Linked DNA regions of Sus scrofa: region 2 is linked to region 1. Evidence: chromatin contacts called from public HiChIP or PLAC-seq data. All regions are on one chromosome and are shown on one strand. The core of a region is the stretch at or near the end of the contact, and the rest is flanking DNA. Distances in the headings are between cores, read along the strand shown. Region 1 overlaps KAT6B (histone acetyltransferase KAT6B). Region 2 holds the start of DUSP13 (dual specificity phosphatase 13).

Region 1 (2,570 bases), core at 28-2,527:
TATGGAGATTCACAGCCACAGCCACACCAGATCCAAGCTGTGTCTGTGACCTATGCCACAGTTCACAGCAAAACCAGATCCTTAACCCACTGAGGGAGGTCAGGGATCGAACCTGCATCCTCATGGATATTAGTCATATTTGCTTCCACTGAGCCATGACAGGAACTCCTTTTTTTTTTTTTTCTTTGGCCTGCACCTGTGGCATATGGAAATTCCTGGGCCAGGAATTGAATCTGTGCCACAGCAACAACCTGAGCTGCTGCTGCAGTGACAACACCAGAACCTTAACCTGCTGTACCACAAGGGAATTCCCAAACTTAATCATGTTAAAGTGAACAATTCAGTGACATTTAGTACAGTTACAGTGTTTGACTACCTCCTCTAACTTCAAAACATTTTCATCACTCCAAAATAAAATCCCTTACCCATTAAGTAGTTTCTCCACACAACCACCCGACATCCCTGCCCAGGCCCCACTGATATATGTTCTGTTTATGGCTTTATTCTGGATGTTTTATATAAAAGGGATTATATGATATGTAGCTTTATGTGTCTGGCTTCTTTTACAGCATATTTTTGTGATGTAGTATACATCACTATTTCACTTTTTGTGGCTGAATAATACTCCAGTGTATGGCTATATCACATTTGGTTAATCCATTCATCTGTTGATGGACATTAGCCTGTCCACTTTTTGGCTATTGTGAATAGTGACGTCATGAACATGAGTGTACATGTATTTATTTGAGTACTTTCTTGCAGTTCTTTGGGGTATTAGCTAAAAATGGAATTGCGGGGTCATGTGGTAATTTTGTTTAACTTTTTGAGTAACCTCCTATTGGTGCTTAATTGCTTCTTATCCCCATGGCATCTACCATAGGGCTGCACACACAGAACAACATCTCACTAAGTATTTGTTGGTTGTTCTTTGATTAGTATTTATAACCTCACCTCCCGATTCACATGTTTTGGGCCTTGAGCATTGATTTTAGGGGAAATAGATGCATCCAAGACTTGAACTGTTAACAAATATTACCATATGGATGATATTTGATGTTGTCAGACGACAGATAATTTGTTCCCTAAGGATGCTGATTTGAACAATTGTGCTGGGTGGTTATAGAAGAAAAGTTGTGGTCCCTTCTCTTAAGCAGTATATGTTCTGTTTCAGAAGATATTGTTAAGATTTGTAGATTCTCACTCAATTACATAATAGGCTATGAAAAAACCCAGGAGCCTATAAAAGTGAGAGAGCTAAAAATAACTGTTAGCAAGTGAAACTCAGGATGACAAGAGTAAACTCTATTATTAATCTTTATTTTTTTTCTACCACCATTTTTGGCTCACCCATAATCCCATGACTCGAGTGTTATGACATTGATTTTGAAACAACACACAGCTTCAGTAAAAGCTTAGAAGACGCTTCACGTAATATTTATGATTCAGGATATTTTGACTCTTCTTATGCTGACATGAGTATTTCTGAATAGTGTTGATATTTATATAATACTAATGAAGCCAAAAGCTCAGTGTTGGACTAAGCATTTCTCTAGATCTGTTTAGAATAGTTTGTAATGAATGATGTAAATAGTGTTTTATTATAAGACTGTATGGTACAACCATATAATTTACTGATGTTATTTTTTAGTTAAAAATAAATGATTCAAAACCTTAAAAAATAGAATAATTTAATTTTGATGTAGCATGAGTCCCCAGAATTAATTTAGAATGATTCATATTCATTTTGGTAGACTTTTAGTCCAACTTTAAAGTTTTTATAGAGAAAAATGAAAAGAGAATAATGATTTTTAGGGTTGTACTTGTGATAGAATGTACTGTCTACATACAACAAATCCCAACAAATCCCAGGGCTCTGAAAAAGAGAAGTGGTGTGGATAATTCTGAATCGGTGGGAAAAAACATTTCTGTTTCGCTTTTGAGTGAATTATGCATTTTTCCCCTAGATTTGTCTTTATAGTTAGATACTGCTTAAAATAAAATTAAATTTTCAGTCTATAGTGTGTATCATTTTACAGTGGGGCCAGTGGGATATCAGAAACAAACCAGCCCAAGATTAAAAAATTTGCAGTGGATAAGACACAAAGTGAATAATATACGTGTGTTAAGTTGAGAATTGGCTACAGATAAGCGATTTCTGATTTTGTTCTTCTAGCTCTGTGTTTTTTTAACACTGATTCAGCTTGTAGCAAAGAGCTGCTGAGTTACATCTGCTTCTGCCTAATTAACTCTGTTGGTTGGTGTCAGATGAGAGCTAATTTTGAGATTAAATTGAGGAGTGGGGTGTGTGTGTGTGTGTGTGTGTGTGTGTGTGTGTGTGTGTGTGTGTGTGTTGGGGGGGCTGCGGCTGTGGCTGTGGTTGGGGGAGGGGAGAAGGAAGCTCTGAGGTTGCTTGGTCGTTTTGTGTAATATCAAAATACAGTTGTTCCCAGTGTTGTTTTACATTTGTTTTTTGCCTTTGAAGTAAAAATGGTCACTACTGCCCTAAAATGTGACCTGTGCCAACACATACTTACATCATGAAAACTGGTACATCCTTCTCTTGGGTGCAG
Region 2 (2,570 bases), core at 32-2,531, 260 kb after region 1:
CAGGAATCTGCCTGTGGGATGTGTGTGTGTGTGGATGTTGACTGTGAGGCGGGAAGAAGGAAGACTGCATCAGCGTTTTGAAAGCTCCCTTGGCCTTGAGGGGGTGATGTGGAGCATGGGCAGAAAGTTAAAGCTAGAAGGATCTGCCATGGAGGAAGACAGGGGAGAGACTACCCCCAATCACACATAAACTGGCAGCATTTGCCCATGCGAGAGCCTGGACCCAGGGGTGCTAGGTTGGGAACCAAGGATTACAGGAATGCCCTGGGATTAAGATCCAGAAGACTCAGCCTGAGAAGTGTGGGCAGACAAACGGACAAAGATATAAGGGGAGTTGAGAGCAGAGCTTTGGACCATACCCAGCCTGCAGTCTGAAGCTGTGTTTCCAGAAACCACTCTGCCGCCTGCCAGGCTCCTCCCTCTTCCAGAAGGCATTCTTGGCTCAGGTATCACTGTCCCCTGAGGCCAGTGAGATGGTCTTTAAAGTCCCTTTCAAGGCTAATGGGGCAGTTAGGGACCTTGGATTGGGGCCTATTAAGAACACTCCCTGGCCCCCAGAGACTTTCCTCATATCCTGATACCTTAATACTCTGCCCCACTCACACTCCCAGAGAACTGACGCACACAGACATATGCACAACCACAGCCACTCCTCCACTGGGTCTCTGAAGCCTAAACTCCAGGGAGCTAGGGCTCGCCGCCCCCCCTCCCAACCCCACAACCCCCCCGCAGCTCCCTGAGTCCTGGGGAGAGCTGCTGGCCCAAAGCTATCACGAACATTTAAACTCCCCTCCAGCTCACCTCCCATGCCTCCCCACCCCTGAGGGAACTTGGGGTTCCTGGTCAAGGAGTCTCAGGGCTGGGCTGAGAGTGGAGCCCCTTCCCACCTGTGAGAACTGGAGACAGTGGCTGAGCGGGACCGCAGGCAACAGGAGGAAGCGGATGGAGTTGCAGGCTCTAAGGCGGACCCCACACTGGGCTCTTACCATCTTCTGAGTTTCCACCTGGGCCAGAGCCTCTCTCAGCACAAGCAGGGCCAGAGCCAGGGTGGCAAAGCAGCAGAGCCCCGTGGCGGGGACTAAGGACCAGCTCTGGGGGAAGAGATGAACTCCATGTTACAGGCAGATAAACCAAGGCTCAGATTGGTTGGGACTCATCAGGGCAGAGGCAAGAGCTGCCAGCTAAACCTGCTTCTGCTTTGTGTGTCAGCGTAAGGTCAAGTGGGTACAGGTGCCAAGAGAGATGAGGAGGCAGGTTTGGGCCCAGGGTTCATGGAGAGGAATGACCTCTCGCCACAGCTTCCTCATCTCTCAGAGTCCTCAGCCCCAGGGCTGCTGTGTACAGTCATGCAGATTGCTTCCTGCACGCTGGGGGCTCCAGCTACACAGGCTATTTGGTGGATGACACCCCCAGGAATTGTGCAATGCTATAACCCAGCTGACTCCCTCAAAGCCAGCTGTCTGAGGAAAAGCGCTGAGTTCTGAGGTCAGGGTATTTAAGGGCCCCAGGCTAAGGAAGTGGGGTAGTTAGGCACGATCAGAGATCTGCTGTTCTGCTGTGTTCCCAAAACCTGTTTAGAGGAAAGGGAACAGGCTGGGAACACGCCATTGCTGTCCCCTTCTCAGCTCCCACACCTGTAGAGCTCCCCACAACAGTTTCCCCCTCAGCATCACCCCAGGTCTAATCCCAACTCAAGCTATAACCCTCATGTTCTTCCAGTACACTCACCCCCAAACTCTAAACCTAGCCCTTCATTCTGCCCTAATCCTCTTCCCTAAGATGCTCATCCTCCTGATAGCTTGAGCATGTGCTCATGTACCCCCCCCCCCTTGGTTGGGCTGGCTATACATTCAGAGACCAAAACAGTTCTTATGGGTGGCGGGCAAGGGGAGATTCAGTCCATGCCCCAGGGAAGCTCTTGGCAGGAGGAGAAACCTGCTGTTCTTCCAACTCCCAGGAGAGCCTAGGCTAGTGCCCAATTCCCAGCTGGCACCTCCTCCAAGCCAGTGGGTGGTGAGGGTACAGCCAAAGTCAGGGTTGAGGAGAGAAGAAAGAAGGAGCAGCATAGGTCATAGGAGCTGGAGGTGGAATAGGGGGAGTGGAGAGCAGCTCTGGAGGTTTAACCTTCCATCTGATGGCCCTCACTGGGGATGTGAATGTGAGGAAGATGGGCTGTTGGGGCCAGAGAGAGCCCCAGCCTGGGCAGTGTGGGAGAAGAAAGGCAGTGGGCATACTGCAGCTTCCTCACAATCTGGGCCCCCCACATCCACTACCGCCCTCCCCCCCCAGGAAGAGACACTTCCCGACAAAGAAAGTGTAGCAGTACTTCAGCAACCATTTGTGGGCTGGGAGCCTGAGAAGTCATATTGCTGCTGGGGAAGCCCAACTCCTTCTACTGTGCAGCTGGGGACACTGGAGGTTCCAGCAGAAGGGGGGGTGGCTTGGGGAGAGGAGGAACTGGGGATCTGTTCCACTTGTGCAGTTTAAAGACGATCTGCTGTTGCTCCAAATGCACTAAACACAGAACAGGAGGGAGGCAGGGGTAGATGTCAGGAAAGGCTTTATGTCCT

Evidence for each region. HiChIP or PLAC-seq counts read pairs in DNA pulled down with a chosen protein or histone mark.
Region 2: an H3K27ac HiChIP or PLAC-seq map of skeletal muscle shows a contact between it and region 1. The contact joins the promoter of DUSP13 here to the enhancer-like site in region 1. A contact is called at or near these places in 7 of 47 Hi-C or Micro-C datasets (blood, embryonic fibroblasts, heart right ventricle and 3 more) and 2 of 2 datasets of contacts at active chromatin or transcription factors (alveolar macrophages and skeletal muscle).

The regions. Positions count from the first base shown.
Region 1 is chr14:77,412,189-77,414,758 of Sscrofa11.1, forward strand. The region is part of intron 1 of KAT6B (histone acetyltransferase KAT6B); the gene reads left to right. Among named protein-coding and RNA genes, the nearest start is that of KAT6B, 23 kb to the left of the region's middle. Within about 2 kb of position 1,278, at least 6 of the 83 cell types and tissues checked have an H3K27ac peak or open chromatin away from gene starts, as enhancers often do. A contact at or near this core is called in alveolar macrophages and skeletal muscle, where this site is marked.
Region 2 is chr14:77,671,456-77,674,025 of Sscrofa11.1, forward strand. It overlaps DUSP13 (dual specificity phosphatase 13), which reads right to left and starts at 1,282. Exons shown (of 5, transcript NM_001243472.1): 1 at 888-1,282. The coding sequence starts at 989.